6 separate regions of the Mus musculus genome follow, and regions 1, 3, 4, 5 and 6 are each linked to region 2. The links are chromatin contacts, called in public Hi-C, HiChIP or PLAC-seq and promoter capture Hi-C maps. All regions are on one chromosome and are shown on one strand. Each heading gives the region's core, a stretch centred on a gene start, on an enhancer-like site or on the middle of the called end of the contact. The rest is flanking DNA. Distances are from core to core; before and after follow the strand shown.

Region 1 (2,931 bases), core at 227-2,726, 1.2 Mb after region 2:
AAAAACAAACAAGCCGGGCAGTGGTGGCGCACACCTTTAATCCCAGCACTTGGGAGGCAGAGGCAGGTGGATTTCTGAGTTCGATGCCAGCCTGGTCTACAAAGTGAGTTCCAGGACAGCCAGGGCTACACAGAGAAACCCTGTCTCCAAAAACCAAAAAAAGCCCAACAAAACCACAAATTTTAAAATGTGCTTTCATTTTAATCCCAGGTATAGGGATGGGGGAACTGCTTAGGACTGTCTGCAACAGCGGACAATGATTTGCCTCGAGCTCCAGCTCCGTTTTGCGAGCTGCAAATAGTTTCTATGATTGTGTGAGTTGGGAATTCTGGAAACTTTTCAGTGATATATAAACAGTAGGTGGGGCCCGGAGTTTACATATGCGGTTTGTTAGTAGTAGTGCTTAAAGAAAAAAAAAGAAAAAAAGAAAAAAGGAAAGAAATTAAATTCAGGGATCCCTTAGCCGGGCGTGGTGGTGCACGCCTTTAACCCCAGCACTTGGGAGACAGAGGCAGGTGGATTTCTGAGTTCGAGGCTAGCCTGGTCTACAGAGTGAGTTCCTGGACAGCCAGGACTATACAGAGAAACCCTGTCTCGAAAAACCAAATCAATCAATCAAGAATCCCTCTCCCACCCCCACCCCCTCTGTCCTCTGTCTCTCCCCTCTATGCTTATTTCTCTTCGGTCTAGTGTTAGAGGGGGAAGGAGTGGGGGAGGAGAATCTACAAAGTAGCAAAGATTCCTATCTTTTATTTAAGATAGAGACAGATGACAAAGTATTTCTGTTAGTGAAGTTAGCTATTATAGCGCCCCAGGCTTGGAGTGGGGTGATGTTTTTGTTGGCTTAATTTTTTTTTTCTTGTACAACAATGATCATGCCCGCCCCAACTTTATGGACCCAGGGACATGATATTTAGGGGAAATGATCTTCCTTTCTGGAACGCAACTTCTCCAAGGGCTGAGCTAGGGAACCGCTGCTCTCGCCTCTTTTCATATCAAGCTGAAGCCTCGGTCACCCAAACACTTCGAAGGGACCGCTCAAGCCAGGGCTCAGAATCCAAAAGGAGCCTGTGAGTGTGTGGGTGTCCAAAATGAAGGCAAGGGAGTGAGATTGGCCTGGTTGATGGAATATTCAGTTTTCAAAGTCCTGGCAGGGAAAGTAGCTTCTAAGGCGCCCTGCGCTTTACCACACTTTTAACTGCGCGCCATCGCCTCCGCTTTTGCCCAACCTCAACATGGCGCCTCCCTGTGCGGCCGGAGCGACTTCGAGCCGGGGGCCACCGCACTCCCTCGGCCGCCCCCCTCCCCGGGCCCGCATCAGCCTTTCCACACAAAAACGTAGTGAAGCTCAGCTCCGAGCGCCAGATTCCCGAGCCCCTTGGTGACAGCGGGAGAGCCGGCCGCCGGTCCGTACAGGAGCATGGCGCCGCCCACGCTGGGCAGGCGCATCCCGCCTCCCCCGCCCCGCACTGAGCGCGGCCGGCGCTGCCCACCGACGCGGGGCACAGAGGACGGCCCGCAGCTCGGGGAGAGCCAGGCGCCCCGGCGGGGGTCGAGGCCCAGGCGCCCAGGCCGGCGCGCATCGCTCCCCCCCTTTCGCGTCGCGGACCCCGCGGTACTCGCAGCCGGAGTGACCCTGGGTGGTCGCCGACGCCGCGGCAGGTGAGCGGGGCAGAGGCCGGCGGGCCGGCCCGGGATCCACCGGGCGAAAGCGCTCCGGTTTCTGGACCTCTCCCAGCCGGTCGGGTCCCGAGGATGCAGGGTGGAGCGAGGAGGAGAACAGGGATGGGTGAGGCCCACCCTCCAGGCCGGACTCCCCGGCGCGCCCCTGCCCTCGCCGACCGAAACAGCTGTTTACGACGAAATCTGAACGCGGTTCCCGGCGCCGGGGGTCAGAGATCTTTTCTTTTCGCTTGAAAGACCCTTTCTGGAGGATTCTTTTGTGTTCAGCTTGGGCCGGCGTGCAGCTCCGACAGATGCCGGTCCCCGTGCCAGGATCCTCCCCCTCGGTTTCCTGGTTAGGTACCATAGGGTTTTATGATTGTTGAGTGAATGAATGAGAGCAATTAAATAGCACCCCCCCCCCCATAATCCTACTACTCTTTAATTATAGCTGCCAGTGTGGAATGGTGGTGGTGTGGCAGTCTGTGGCCGCAGGGTACCCTTATGCAGGAAACCAGGAGGCACTTAACTGTAGAAAACTGAAGCCACAGTAAAGACACAGAATGAGACCTCAGTAGTGATGGGGGAATAGGACATTTTAAGAAAAATGGGCCACTTTTACTGAAGTTATTGTCACTTTTAAACCACAGGTTCAGTGCTACCCAAAACACCTTGAACAACCCCTCCTAACAGTGACATCACACAGATGACACAGGGTTTTATGTCTGTCAACAAATGAGTATCTGTTTGCCGGGCTTGGGGGCTTAGGGGTATACTAATAGAGCATTTATGGAGAATATGATTGATCTTGGCTCTTGAGAAGTTCAAAATCTAGACAAAGCTTTTCATTTCATTTTTAGAGTACAAATTAGCGCTTTCCCCACCAGACCCCCAATTCCTCTTTCCATCTTTGCTTACTGCCACTTTTCCATTTCAGGCACCACTGGCTTTTCTGCTGGAGGAATGAAAACCCCCCTCCTTTCACCCCTACCCCGACGTTATAACTTGGTGAAATTCTACTCCTTTCAAAGACAGGTCACATGTCATCTTTTCTGGGAAAGTTTTCTCAGCTTCCTCCTCTTCAGAATAGCAGCGTCATGCTAATTTGAGTTTCATTGTGGCTCCTTGCAAGCATGCCTGTCCGTCTCTGATTAGATTGTTTTCAGCTTCCTATCCCTATTGGAATAATCATATTTTGACTGGAATTAAAGGCAGTGATGGATGCCAGCTGTCTCACAATCAGCCTTGCAGGACTTTGGAGAAAGATGT
Region 2 (2,700 bases), core at 46-2,545:
TGTTTGGGATTATAGTCTCCTGCCCAAGCCCAAATATGATGCAGGAAAAAAGAAAGGGTGGGAAGGAGGAAGGGAAAGAGGGAATGGAAAGAAAAAACCGTAAGTAAAGGTGTTGTGGTGGCATTCACCTGTAAGTCTCAGGCAAAGGCAGGCAGACTTCTGTGAGTTATATACCAACAGGGCTACATAGAGAGATCCTGTCTCAAAATAAATGAATGAATGAATGAATGAATCAATCAATCAATCCATATATCATGTATCACCCATCACTGTCAGCAGTAATTAAGTGACACAAGTATTGACTTAGGTCTCTTTTTCCGTTCAAACATTGCTTATCTTGGATGTCTTCTAGAAATCACTTAACCAATTCCTCCTCCAGTTCACATATGAAAAAAAAAATCAGGTCTGAATTACATGGTTTTTTTTCTACCACAAATAAAACTCATAGTGTAGTAGGAACCCTCTCCATTCAGATTCAAATTACTAGAAAAATAAGGTACAAATACATCTAATTCCACTCAGATTTAGGGGAGAGAAACTTCAAGTAGTTTCCGTTATTTGCAGCTGCTTTGGAGAAGTGACAATTAAATGTGTGAACAAGGTTGTCAGAGTAACACTTGCCATTCACACTGCTTAGGAAAGACCCTCCGAGATTTCCAGAAACACTAATTAAAATTAAGAAAAGCTGCTCACGGGGACTTGTCAGAAAGGTATAGTCTGTGAGAGTGGGGGAAGAAAGCCCAATGGTCTCGAAGTTCATAAACGGAAGTTTCTAAGTAAAGTCTACCTTAACCCAACCCACCTAACCCTGGGTTCTCACTGCCTTAAGCCCAAGAGCTCACCAGCCACTGAAGTCACAGTTACTCCTGTCCAGACAGCTCAACCATTCGGGAAATCAAGGTTTCGAGGAGAGGTAGTGGTGGGGGTGGTAGGGATGGGGAATAACTTTCCTTAGAGACCCAAGAGGTGAGAGAGGCAAAAAGAGGCGTCTCTCTGCTAAACAGCAGGGGAGAGCGCCAACTCGCAGTGGCTTTAGAAGCCCTGGGGGCGAATCGCTTCTCTTTCCTTTCCTTTTAACTCGTGAACGTAGGCACTCGCAAATCAAGAATGCCGAAGGACGGTACCCACCTGCGGCCCCAAACACCAACAGAAGTTCCTCGGCCAGGACTCAGACGGACCAGGGCCGCGTACACCCCTCCAGCTTTACGCACCGCACTTTTCAGCAATAGGCCTTGCGATTGGTTGACCTGCAAGGAAATCTCAGTTCTATTGGCTGCCAATGGCGTGTAGGCGGGACTTTGGGGCTAGCTCTGACAGGCCCCCCGCTCCAGTTCCCAGAGTTCCGATTGGGTCATCGTAGGAGCTTCAAGATGGCGGCGGCAGACACTTGCGGCGCGGGTACCCTCAGCTCCCGGTCTGTGGCGTCCGAGGCGGGTCAGGGCGGCACCTCTAGTTTCCAGAGGAAGGGCAAGGCCTCTGGGGGCCCCGGAGGGGGCCCTCGGCTGCTGTCCATTGCTGGCACGCGACCGTCGGTGCGGAATGGACAACTGCTGGTGTCAACCGGGCTCCCAGCCCTGGACCAGCTCTTAGGTCGGTTCAGAATAAATATGTGGGCGCGTTCCAGGAGAAACTTGGGGGAGGGACTCCTGGGCAGCCCATCACCCCTGTGCTTGGCCCGGCCCCACGCACCCATTTCCTTTTTCCCTCTCTTCTTCATAAGCATGGTTAGGATGACCTGCCCTGACAGAGGAAGACTGGGAGGAAACTTGCATGGAGATGTCAAGAGGTGTGCACTAAGCCCGCCTTAAGACCCAGACTCCTTACTCTTCTCTGTTCAGCACCTCATTTCTAGATGACCATGGACTCCCTACATGCCATTACCCTAAAATGATTACTACTGAAAAAGAAACACATATGGAAAGGAATTGGCTTGTAGGATCCTCTGCTGGTGTCTTAGGACTCCTTCCTTCCAACCCCGGGTAGCTTAAAGCTGGGACTAACCCACAAAACTTTTTAGAGTTTTAAAGAAGGGTTCCTTTAGAAAAAGTTGAAAGTATTGCCCTCTTTCCCACAGCCTGGCTACTCATCTTAAATAGTAGAGCGGTATGGTTCTAAAGAGTGGATGTTAAAGATGCCTGTTGACTCAAAGAAATGACAGTCCTTGGTATTCAGATAGTTCTACACCCCACCCGAGTTTCTTTTTTTTTTTTTTAATTTTTTTTATTAGATATTTTCTTCATTTACATTTCAAATGCTATCCCAAAAGTCCCCTATGCCCTTATCCCCGCCCTGCCCTCCTACCCACCCACTCCCACTTCATGGCCCTGGCATTCCCCTGTACTGGGGCATATAAAGTTTGCAAGTCCAATGGGCCTCTCTTTCCAGTGATGGCCGACTAGGCCATCTTCTGCTACATATGCAGCTAGAGACACGAGCTCTCAGGGTACTGATTAGTTCATATTGCTGTTCCACCTATAGGGTTGCAGACCCCTTCAGCTCCTTGGGTACTTTCTCTAGCTCCTCCATTGGGGGCCCTGTGTTCCATCCAATTGATGACTGTGAGTATCCACTTCTGTATTTGCCAGGCACTGGCATAACCTCAGAGGAGACAACTATATTAGGGTCCTTTCAGCAAAATCTTGCTGGCATATGCAATAGTGTCTGGTTTTGGTGGCTGATTATGGGATGGACCCCTGCCAC
Region 3 (2,720 bases), core at 144-2,643, 1.1 Mb before region 2:
CAAAACCCAATATACCTGCCTTTACGTGAGAGAAGGTAGAAGGGAGTGGAATCTCTGCCTAGCTGTAGGCATGCCCTAGTCTCTTCCCTTAAGGTCTAATCCAATGGGGCAGGTCAGGGTCTGGCTGGGAGACATCTACTAGGAAGGTAGGTTCAGCTTAAGAGCAAGTTTTCCCTTCCCAGACTCCTTCCAATGCCCCATTCAGTCCTAAGAGCAGAGCCTTGGTTAGGTTTGGCTGACCTCAATGGGTCTGACCTGCTTTCTGAGGCACGACAAAAAAACTGTGTAACTATTTATTGTTCCATCTTTTTCCTTCAGGTGCTGGCCAGAGCTCTCTAACTTAGCATTAGACTTCCTCCTCTTTGCGGAAGTTCCACCTCTCACCCCAAGGCTGTCTGCCACTGAGGCCGGTCATATTTATACTCTACATCTTCCTCTTTGGGACAACTTAAAGATTAACAAATTGCCTGCTCTTGGGTTTTCTTTTTAAAATTCTAATAAGTTGTCCTTGAGTTGTTCTGTTTTAGTTTATTCTTTTATTAATAAAACTAAGATCCCCAGGAAGGAACCCAAATTCCTAGGTTATCATATGTTGACTCTGCAGGGACACCCAAAAATTTCAGGTAATGCTGTCCTCCTTTTTAATCCTTGAGCTGACAAAGAGAACCGAACCCAGTCCTGCACTTCTAGATGACATCACTGGAGGTGGAGTTGATCCAAACACACCATATGTGTCAAATTCTCAAAACCAAGAAAACGTTATATTCATAGCCGCGTGGACTACCTATAGAGTTCTAGGGTCCAGCCTCAACTACCTGGCTGCAACCTTGTCCCAAAATTAAAACAAAAACTCACGCACCTCAAAACAACAATGATTACACCTCTTCTCTCCACCCCCAAAATGTAAAGGTTAATTTCCTGTGGTGTACCTTTTACTCAAAGATCTAGACTTTTTTTTTTTTTTTACAATATATAATAGAGAGAGCGTTTTAGAATATGTTTAGTTGGAATGGATCAAAAAATAAAATGTGAGACTTTAAATAAAAGGTCCATTCCTTGAGTTGCATTTAACTCTCCTCCAGGATTAGGGCTATCTAGGTGCGTTTGTTTGGTGTCCTGCACAGAACAGATTTGCAAACGAAGTAAAGGAAACCTGTGTTTGCTAAGGGCCTCCAAGAGCCTCCCAATTCCCCAACCTCAGGAGAGGATACAAGTTCCCCAAGGCGGGCGAGCAACTGAAGCAACTCTTGCGTTGGATTGAGTCATCCCCCCTTGTCCCCCGCACCCAGCCCTTCCTCCTCCGGAGGCCTCCGGGCTGGCTTCCGCTCTAGGCTCCTCCTGGTTCCTCTCCATGGTACAAGCGGTCTCTCTAGCCGCCCTCGCCGTCCTCTCGGTTTCTGCGCGGGGCCGGCGGTGGTGTGGAAAGCCGAGCTTGGCCTGTGCAGAGACGGTGCTTCCGGAGCCCAGCGGAGACCCGTGGCAGCTCAGGTGGACCGGGCCGGGTCGGGCCGTAGGGCTGTGAGTGGACTCTACCGATGGCACTTGAATGTGGGAGGCCGCGGTGAACCGGGAGGAGTGTTGGGAGGGGAGGCTTGTACGGCGGAAGGGGCTTGTAGCAGCCTGGCACCCGGCTCTACCCTGCACACAGTAGGTCCGCCACTGCATCAGATTGCAGGGTTTTATTTGAACCAGGGCCTCGCCACTGCTGAGCTTCATCCTCAGCTTCTTTGTGAGGACTCACTCGTGCCAAATGTCCTAAACTACCCTCCAACTCATCAAGCCCCTCCTGAGTAGCTCAGATTACAGAAACGAGTAACCAGGCCTGGGGCTTTTAAGTTTTGTTGTTTTGTTTTGTTTTTTGAGACAGTTTCTCTGTGTAGTCTTGGCTGACTTGGAATTCTCTATGTGGACGAGGCTAACCTAGAACTCACAGAGATCCGCCTGCCTCTGCCTCCCAAGTCTAACTTTAAAAACATTTTGTTTTATTACTTTATTTTGTATGGATGGATGTCTTGCCAGTATGTATGTGCCAGCAGTGCGTGGCTGGAGCCCCGACAGATCAGAACAGGGCGTCGGATTACCTTGAAACTGGAGTTACAGGATAGTCTGAGCCACCGGCGTGGGTGCTGGGAATTAACTTGGGTCTTCTGGAACCATCTCTCCAGACCGTCTTTAAAATTCACAATCTTCGCAGTTCTAACCGTGTGATATTTAGTTACGCACTTTGGTGGGTTGAGGGTTTCATTTGTTTCGTTTTGTTTTAAATTTTTTTCTACCCTAGTGCTGTTGATTATGTCTGATGAGTTGAGGCATTGGCAGAGAGTAGGGGCATTAATGAGTGAATCCCACGCGGGGTTGTGGTGGGGATCATTGCAGAGAAGTGGGATCCGATCACATCGATTTCAAGGAGAGTCTGCCATTTGGGACTCTAGGAATTTCTGACCTTGTGTTTATTCAAAAAATTTCTAAAGAGTAAAGTGTCAGAATTTGCTAATTAGAGAAGCCTTGGCTGTTGAGGGAATCCGGTAGTGCCTTGCCTTTGGAGCTTTGCATATAATGCACTAACAAGTAGCAGAGTATGGTGTTGCTGTAAAGCAGAAAGACTGGAAGTTTACTCTTTTACATAGGTTGATGGAAACCTCCGAGGTGAAGGAGGAATTAGTGATGCTTGAAGAATTGATACGAACAAGTGGGGTATACAGATGACTGGATCCCATGGT
Region 4 (2,700 bases), core at 172-2,671, 1.0 Mb after region 2:
ATGACTCTTTTTTTTTTTAAAGATTTATTTATTATTATATATGAGTACACTTCAGACACCAGAAGAGGGCATCAGATCTCATTGCAGATGGTTGTGAGCCACCATGTGGTTGCTGGGATTTGAACTCTGGGACCCTTGGAAGAGCAGTCAGTGCTCTTAACCGCTGAGCCATCTCTCCAGCCCCCAATGAATGACTCTTAAGGGACTCCACATGGTTGAAACAGAAGGTAGCAATTAAATACAGGATCCCATAAATTCTTTGACAGTTCACACTCACTTTTTTTGAAAATTCTACATGAGGTAGAAGATCGGAATTATGTATGAATAATTTAAGCCCATAATTCAATTCAGCATTATAGGGATTAAGAAGACAGTTTTTTGTTTTGTTGTGTGTTTTTTTTTTTTTTTTTTGTTTTGGTTTGGTTTGGTTTTGGTTGGGCGGGGATGTAATTTTTGTTTGTTGTTATTTTTCAAGACAGGGTTTCTGTATAGCCCTGGCTGTCCTCGAACTAAGCCTTTAAACCAGGCTGGCCTGGAACATACATCCACCTGCCTCTGCCTCCAGAGTGCTGGGATTAAAGATGTTTGCCACCACTGCTTGGCTGAAGACAGAAATTTTATTCCCAGCAAATTTCCAATTAAATCTGTCTGTAAAAAACACACATGAAGAATAAATAATACTGTCAAATTCCTGCATTCTGAGGCTCAGGCAGGAGGATAAAAGATTTGGACGTCCTCCTGCATTACATACAAATCAAGACCTTAACTCAAAATCTGACAGAATAAAATTACCAGAAGAAATACGGAAAATCTAAAAATTTCTTTGAATATTTACATACTTCCATGATTTATAATTTTTGCCCTATACTTGAACTGTTCTGTAAAGTAATACCCACCAATTTACTAAGTTTTTTAAATGTGACAAAATGCCAGGCAGTGGTGGCGCACTCCTTTAATCCCAGCATTTGGGAGGCAGAGGCAGGAGGATTTCTGAGTTCGAAGCCAGCCTGGTCTACAGAGTGAGTTCCAGGACAGCCAGGACTACACAGAGAAACCCTGTCTCTGAGCAGTCGACTCCGTCAAAACTTTTGACAAGGGTGTCCAACATTATAACACTGTATTCATAACGTAAACGTGGGTCAAACAAAAGCAAGCACCCTAAAGCACACAACCCTATTAAGAAAACGCAAGCATCGTATTACCAACCAGCAGACCTGATGGGTGGCGGCCGAGGTGGAAGTCTAGACCCACCTGAAGGAGACTTGAGGGCGACCAGGCCTGGGGAAGTCAGCACGAGGATTTGGTGGGACACCTGAGGTCCAGGGCGACCTTGGTAAGAAACTGGGTGAAAATATTAGAGCGACCTCAAACAGCGCTCAACGCAATGCCTGATTTACCTCAGCGAAGACCGCTCAGTGCTCAGCACTTCCGGGTCATCTTCCCCTACCCAAAGGCGCTTCCGGTTTTCAGTCCGCATTTGTGCGGCTACATTTAAGGAATTGGAGCGGACGTATGTTAGTTTTTCTTTTTCAAGACAGGGCTCTTCTTTGTAGCCCTGTTTGTTATGAAACTCACTCTGCAGACCAGGCTGGCCTCGAAAACGGAGATCTGCCTACCTCTGCCTCCTGAGCGCTGGGAAGACCACCACTGCCGCCCTGCGTATTATTTGGAGGCGGGGGAGGGGTGTTGGGACAGTGTCTTACTATGTAGCCTTGGCTACCTGAAACTCACAGAGATCCGCCTACCTGTACCTACATCCAAAGTGCTGGAATTAAAGGACTATGCCACCATGTTCTGTTATGTTCATTTTAAATAGTCTTTGGAACAATTTAAAAGCAAACAATAACAAAAAAATACCAACCAGTGTTATTGATTAGGAACAACGAACGCTGTAAGAATAAGAAGGAGGAGGTGCCTATCCATTTAATACCTTATGATTTTGGATGTTTGATGTTCATGAATATGTTATTCATCAAGAAGACAATGTAGTTTTTTGTTTATTTGTTTTTTAAGCGAAATATTACATAGAAAAGGAAATGTAGGGAGCAACAAGATGGCTCTGCAGGTGAAGTCACCTGCTACCAGACCTGACGACCTCTTAGTTCTATCACTCGTTGTCCTCTTATCGCTTCCTGTGCCAGGGAGAAGGGAACAGGAAACAGGGAGGGGGTAGAAGAAGAGAAGGGATGGGGGAAGGAGAGACAGAGATAATTTTTAACTTTAGAGAAAAAGAAATTCTAATCTTATTGATTGCACCTCTTCTCTATTCTGAAACCTAACACGATGGTTCACAGGTGAGAACTCATTCCATACAACTATTAATACAGTATGTTCCAGGCCTACAGAGCTTATCCATGCTACCAAAATCTGAAAGGACTCTGACATGCATAGGGTACACAAATACACATACAAGTCAAAACGCTTATATACACAAAATAATACCAAAAAAACCTGCTTTGTAAAGCTCTCTGTTTCACATTGCTATCAAATCTAGAAGTGTTTGGCTGTTACCATCCTCTTCTAATAATTCCTATCCACATTTCTCCAGGTTATCTCCAGGATCCCAGGCCTGAGTGTTGTAAGCTAGCTTCCTGTTCTCTAAGCTTTACATTTTCAAATTAGGACTATGTGTACTTGCCTTAAACTCTGTTTGATTTTTTTTTTTCTTTTAGTCAATCAGAGAACACAGAAAACAACTAT
Region 5 (2,700 bases), core at 4-2,503, 1.1 Mb after region 2:
CACACCTTCGAATTCATTTGTAAATTACCACTACTTTCTTTTCTTCCCCACCGGGGGACCAGGCTGCAAGAGTCACAGGTGCAGAAGGTTTTTCACTAAAAACAGCATAGAAACAAAAGAATGAAGGCGCCAGGAGGAAAACATAGTCTCAGAACAAAATCAGTCTCGGAGGGGATGGCAGATCTAATGGCAGGTATTACAGAAGTTTAGATAGTCACCAGAGATAGAGAGTATCAGCTCTATTAGGTCTTCCGTTACGCCTGTCTGATTGGCTTAAACCTTTGTGCTAGTCTTTATCTTGAGAGATCTCTTTGCTAAGCACGTGATAGGTGTTAAGCCAATATTGATTTTTTTTAAAAGGAGAGATAGTCATTAAATCTAAGCTTCACGGTTAGTTTTAACTTTCAACTTATGGATCACAAGCCAAACGATTCATATGATCCCTGAATTTCATTACTCATAAGGAGAAACAGTTCGGGTAGGCACGACCTCAAAGTCATCAAATTACTCACACCACACAGCTTAGAAGTCCGATAAGGCAATGTTTGGGTAGAGTCTTGCAGAGATTAAACATCTTGAGCAGAGAGCCCCAACAAAGTGCATAGTGAGTTCGAATGTATTGTAATTAAAGTCATCCAGATGGTAGTTGGACTAATCAATGATGAGGCGGTATTTATCTTGGGATAGAAGATTCTGAACTCCAGAGTAAGAAAATCCCCAAGGTGGGGGGTGGGGACAGTTAATAAGTGCCCCTGGGAAAGGCCCATTCAGCTAGGGCTGCAAAATTCGTTTGAATTTGAATCAATTTGAATAGAAATCTCCCCCAGGAAGCAGGAACCAGATCCTCTAAGCCCAGCAAACTTTGGGCAGGAAGCGAGTACTGCAAAGCAACAGTCCCTTGTCTGTGGTTTGGGGCGCAGAGAAAGAAATCACAAGCGGGAATCGAGTGTTTGAGTTCCTTCAAAGAACCCGGGAGCGCAGAGTAACGAACTCCAGGCACAGTGCTGGCAAGCCCTCTCCTGTCCGCACCCATGCGGGTGCTCCGGCGCGTAGGCCTTCTCTTCACCGCTAGGGCGTCCACGGAGCAGCCCTCGTCCGGCCCGGCTCCCGAATCCGCAGCCAGCAGCGCGGGGCGCCGAGGGGGGCGGGGCGACGAGCGGGCGGAGGGCGCGGGAGGTGCATCCTGGGAAATCCAACAACATGGGGCGCCCGGGCTGCGGGCGCTGTGGCCGCCTCGCGTCCCGGCCGCAGGCGCCGCCGCTCTCCTGACGTCCGAGCCGAGGCCCGCCCGCCGCAGCCCGGTTCCCCCGCCCAGGCGCCCCCGCCCCCCGGCCGCGCCATGTGAGGGGCAGCTCCCGCCACCGCCTCTTCCTCCCCGCGCCTCCCGCCCGCCCCCGCCGCCTCAGCCCCCGCCATGGACGCGCACTACGCGCCCGCGGGCTTCGCTGAGCCTCCCGCGCCCCCCGCCAGCGCCGCCACGCAGCCCGCTGCCCCCGCCTGGGCCTACGAAGCCCGGGTCCCGGCCGCCGCCTCCAGCCCCAGCTGCAGCGGCAGCAGTCCCAGCCTCAAGGCCAGGTAGAGAGGGTGGGCGCGGGGTCTCACTGGGCCAGGAAAGGCCGCGGATGCGCCGGGGCCTGTGCCCGCCCCTCTCGGGGGCCCAGGCCGGGTGGGGAGCCTTCGAGGCGCCCTTCTTTGCTCCCGGGAGAGGCGGTGGACAACTCCTGGCGGGTGGTCCCGGCTGGGAGGGGGCGCATGGTGCAGGATTCGCTCCTGGGGCGGGTCGGGGCGTGGGGCAGAAAGGGAAGGTTGGGTGGGATGGAGGGGCGCAGTCACCTCTCGGTGCTGGACTCCCACATGGTAAAGTTTAAGCTCCGGGCTGACCTCGGTATCTGGGGAACCGGGACTGACTCCGCGGGGAGGCCTAAAGGGGCGCCGCGGAGTCCTGGGCAGTGACATTCCATTGTATTGGAATCTGGGTGGCCGACAATGTGGTGTTGGGGGCTTCGGCAGTGTGAAGGTGAGGGCGGTGGCAGGGCATGACGAGGAGCGGGGCCGTGTCGCTGACACTGGGGGTCCTGGGATGACTGGGCTGCAAGAGAACCCCCAGGGCGGGACACGAATGCAAAGCAGGGGCTGGGTGACATATGTTTATAGTGATGTAGTGTTCCACGCGTTCAAAGTTGCTTTTGGGTTTCCTCTGCTTTTAACAACGGCAGGAAGTCAAGATTCCCTCTTGGCTTTCAGTGTCTGGGGGTGACTGAGTTTTGGGAAGCGTTGAGGGCTGGTGGTCAAAGAAGGCTCTAGAGGTCGAAGACCCAAAGCATGCTTCTCCGTCTCCACTTCATTGTATAGTGCGGCTCTCCAGCATGGGCAGTAGACCCCAAAATGGGGACTCCTGTTTGCTATTTAAGCTCGCGAGAAATGTGTAGCAGTACTACACTTTGAAATGGTCACATTCGAATGATAACTGGAAGGCGTGGTCTGGCTTTGGGAGCGGGGTACTTTTTAAAAACCGCCTCCCCTAAACAATACTCGATCTAGTAGGTATAGCTTCTGACCCAAGAACAGGGAAATCCTGGCTGGTAATGACTTCATCCTCAGCTACCAACAGGAAGCCTTGTACCTATGTGATCTCACCAGGTTTCTAAACGATTTAAACGACACGAGTGAACTTTTTATTTCACTTTACACATTCTAATT
Region 6 (2,700 bases), core at 89-2,588, 1.1 Mb after region 2:
GCCCTAGTAGAACTTGACAGTCTACATTGTTAGATACAGATCTCAGAAAGACTCAGTTCTCCCAAAAGCAAAATGGTGTTTATCCCTCTCTTCCCAGGGCTTCCAGCCACAGGTTGTCTAAATGAGGGAGCAGGAGAATGGGTCTCCTGAGAGATACTTCCGATTCCTGTGCTCAACCATAAGGTATTTCTAGCTTCTCCACAGTCTGATCTCCACTGCTTAAGTAAGGTGAAAGAGCAGACTCCATTTTCCAGACCGCTTAAGCCTCTAGGGCGTGGGGCATGGATAGTGTTTGGAAGGAAACAAAAACAACGTCTGCAAAACATATGGAAATTCTTACTTGAATCCATTAATCAGAATAAAATAGATAATAGCCTTTCAGGGAAGAAAACAAATTTGGTGAAAAGTGAATTAACTGGAGACTAGAAAGGAGTGGGAATGCCATTTCACTGTGCTCTGTTTCAACTGTATGAAGTTCCAGGCTACTCTGGCCAAAGAGCAAAATTTAAATAGCGTTCCCAAGAGTAACAGCGCATGCTGTTTGGACATGAAGAGTGTGGTGAGACACTGTTCTCCTATCTTCTCACACCTCGAGCTCTGGGCCTCTTGAATTATTTTTAATTATATCTCTCACACAACATTTTTAAATAGAGAAATTTTCAAAATTTAACTTCATCTCATGACAATTAAGGGTGCTTATGCTCTTGCTGTTTCAAAAAAAAAAAAAGAAAAAAGAAAAAAACTCAACGAAAAGTTCAAGATCTAAGATTATTTGTTCAAGAAGGATGAACTTTTTAGCTGTCTGGGTATATGGGTAGCTACGGCCAAAGATATCTAATAAAAGCAGAAATATTCTGAGAACAAACACAATTTGTCACATTTTGTTTAAATTTACATACCGACACTAACCTAGTAGTATGGAAGATATTAAGCATCACAAGTATTCATCCACTGGAGGCTTATTAGTTAGCAGAGTGATGATATCATCACATGTCAAACAGCTTCTGGAAATTTCCACTGTAAACCCAAGGAGGGAAAGAATGAAAGTAAAAGAGGTGAAACCTTGCATTGTTGTCGTGGAAACAATTTTGACTCGGGGACATATTTGAAAGTATTTTTGTAGACAACCCAGACCTGGTGAAATACATCTGAGAACTTTGTAATTGCTATTAATTGATTTTTGGTCATGTGACAATGCAAATCACTAACAAAGTATATTTTCTCGGATGAATGCTATGTTCTCATCCCTGGACCACCCTGCGAGAACAGCTGACCGAAGGTAACCTCGGGAGGGCGCTCTGATAGGCCGCCAAAGTGTGAGCGTCCGGGTCTCAGTCGAGAAGGGCTGGGGACCGAGAGCGGGAGGTGGAGCGCTGCCAGGTGACCTCCTCGTCCGGTAGCGGTGGGAGTGGCTCCAGCACACAAGCTGGGCCCCGTGCGGCGCACGTTCCCCGAGCGCCCCTGCGCGGATCCTGGGCGCCTCTTTTGCGTCCTGGTGTCGCCTTGGAGCCGCGAAGAGCTAGGCTCCGACTGTCGCCGAGATCCAGAGGCGTCCGCGACTCAGGGCCAGGCCACCTCTCGGGCCAAGCGGATAACTCGGTTCCCGCCCAGGGGCTGCTGGAACATGCGCCCGGGGACACAGGTGCGGCGACCAGCGGCGAGGCGGGGCGGGGAGGAGTGGGAGAGTCATCCAGAGACGATGTCTCGACAGTGGCATTCCAGCACCTAGCTGCCTGTCAGCGTGGGCGAGAGTCGCGTCTGCCTGGGCCAGTGTCCGAACTCTCCTCCGCAGCTTCCCGGGAGTACCTTTTGTTCCCAGGCGCTCCGGAGGTGCCACCTGCCCGGAGCGCCTTGGGTCCCATAGATTAAGAGCGACCCGTGGGGTGCAACAGGTCGTTGTTGACTCAGTTCCGACTAAAACCCAACAGGCTGAGACTTGGCCTGCTTCTTTTCTTTTCTTTTAATGTCGTTGTCACTTTTGTTTTAGTTTGTTTGACAGTTGCTAGACTATGTTTCCACTTCTGATCGTACTCAGCCAGCTGCCCAGACTTACCCTCGCAGTTCCTCATTGTATCAGAAGCCTAAAGGATTCCGAACATGCCCCAGAAGAAGGTAAGCAAGCATGGCTGCCGATTGGGGGAAAACACTTCTGAAACCAGTTGCGGTCTACTGTGTAGATCTCAAGCCAAAGTGTGGTAGGGGGAATTACACGCCCCCGTGAACCACAGTGCAACAGCATATCCTATGTTTTAATTTGTGGCTTTCTTGTTTAGAGTTGTGGGTTTTTAACTATAATATGTACAAACGTATCTCCCTTAGTAAACAGATGTTTAACACCTGGTTTGTGGTTGACTAAATTGAAAGCCTTTTTCGAAGTCCGAAAGTCAGTGAGTTGTCGTTTCCTAGATGAAGCTGTGTGTTAGTTATAAAGAGGAAGGCTGCTTCTTGGAAGACTGACAGGGAGGCCAGACTCTTGTCAGGACTTGTTTGTGCACCGCTGGGAGTCCCCATATAGACAAGTGCTCTACCGCTGAGCCACATCCTGTCCCCTAGTCTGGATTTGTGAGATCCAGAGCAAGGGCTGGAAGGTAGGATGACCCTTCTGGTCATTGTTCCAAACGTTGTGTAGATAAAGGCAGATGCTTGAGAGATTAAGTGTAGTTTGCTGGCCCAGGATTTTCGGTTACAGGTCACAAATTG

The links. Promoter capture Hi-C pulls out the DNA fragments that hold promoters and counts their contacts. A called contact is a pair of places that touch in the nucleus more often than the background predicts. HiChIP or PLAC-seq counts read pairs in DNA pulled down with a chosen protein or histone mark.
Region 1: a FOXA1 HiChIP or PLAC-seq map of pancreatic cancer cells shows a contact between it and region 2. The contact joins the promoter of Tcp11l1 here to the promoter of Elp4 in region 2. A contact is called at or near these places in 2 of 39 promoter capture datasets (liver and pre-B cells) and 1 of 115 datasets of contacts at active chromatin or transcription factors (pancreatic cancer cells).
Region 3: a Hi-C map of B cells shows a contact between it and region 2, with 6 read pairs. The contact joins the promoter of Arl14ep here to the promoter of Elp4 in region 2. A contact is called at or near these places in 5 of 39 promoter capture datasets (the 3T3-L1 cell line, the C10 cell line, embryonic stem cells and 2 more), 2 of 484 Hi-C or Micro-C datasets (B cells and muscle stem cells), 1 of 115 datasets of contacts at active chromatin or transcription factors (large pre-B cells) and 1 of 9 other capture datasets (liver).
Region 4: a promoter capture Hi-C map of liver shows a contact between it and region 2, with 4 times the contacts expected there. The contact joins the promoter of Ccdc73 here to the promoter of Elp4 in region 2. A contact is called at or near these places in 2 of 39 promoter capture datasets (hippocampal neurons and liver).
Region 5: a contact with region 2 is called in a promoter capture Hi-C map of liver, with 2.9 times the contacts expected there. The contact joins the promoter of 2310047K21Rik here to the promoter of Elp4 in region 2. A contact is called at or near these places in 4 of 39 promoter capture datasets (the 3T3-L1 cell line, hippocampal neurons, liver and 1 more), 1 of 484 Hi-C or Micro-C datasets (pre-B cells), 1 of 115 datasets of contacts at active chromatin or transcription factors (fibro-adipogenic progenitors) and 1 of 9 other capture datasets (adipose tissue).
Region 6: a contact with region 2 is called in a promoter capture Hi-C map of hippocampal neurons, with 4 times the contacts expected there. The contact joins the promoter of Prrg4 here to the promoter of Elp4 in region 2. A contact is called at or near these places in 5 of 39 promoter capture datasets (the 3T3-L1 cell line, hippocampal neurons, liver and 1 more) and 1 of 9 other capture datasets (liver).

The regions. Positions count from the first base shown.
Region 1 is chr2:104,710,707-104,713,637 of GRCm38.p6, reverse strand. It overlaps Tcp11l1 (t-complex 11 like 1), which reads left to right and starts at 1,476. Exons shown (of 10, transcript NM_177190.5): 1 at 1,476-1,662. It overlaps Gm6306 (predicted gene 6306), which reads right to left. Exons shown (of 1, transcript NR_166704.1): 1 at 735-2,931.
Region 2 is chr2:105,903,159-105,905,858 of GRCm38.p6, reverse strand. It overlaps Elp4 (elongator acetyltransferase complex subunit 4), which reads left to right and starts at 1,295. Exons shown (of 10, transcript NM_023876.4): 1 at 1,295-1,590. The coding sequence starts at 1,371. Immp1l (IMP1 inner mitochondrial membrane peptidase-like (S. cerevisiae)) reads right to left here and starts at 1,221. Exons shown (of 7, transcript NM_028260.2): 1 at 1,129-1,221.
Region 3 is chr2:106,973,070-106,975,789 of GRCm38.p6, reverse strand. It overlaps Arl14ep (ADP-ribosylation factor-like 14 effector protein), which reads left to right and starts at 1,393. Exons shown (of 5, transcript NM_001025102.2): 1 at 1,393-1,518.
Region 4 is chr2:104,885,045-104,887,744 of GRCm38.p6, reverse strand. Ccdc73 (coiled-coil domain containing 73) reads right to left here and starts at 1,421. Exons shown (of 18, transcript NM_177600.4): 1 at 1,252-1,421.
Region 5 is chr2:104,815,475-104,818,174 of GRCm38.p6, reverse strand. It overlaps 2310047K21Rik (a long non-coding RNA gene), which reads right to left and starts at 1,253. Exons shown (of 3, transcript XR_003953885.1): 1 at 1-1,253. Qser1 (glutamine and serine rich 1) reads left to right here and starts at 1,479. Exons shown (of 12, transcript NM_001123327.2): 1 at 1,479-1,575.
Region 6 is chr2:104,848,488-104,851,187 of GRCm38.p6, reverse strand. Prrg4 (proline rich Gla (G-carboxyglutamic acid) 4 (transmembrane)) reads left to right here and starts at 1,338. Exons shown (of 6, transcript NM_178695.5): 1 at 1,338-1,642; 2 at 1,988-2,112. The coding sequence starts at 2,010.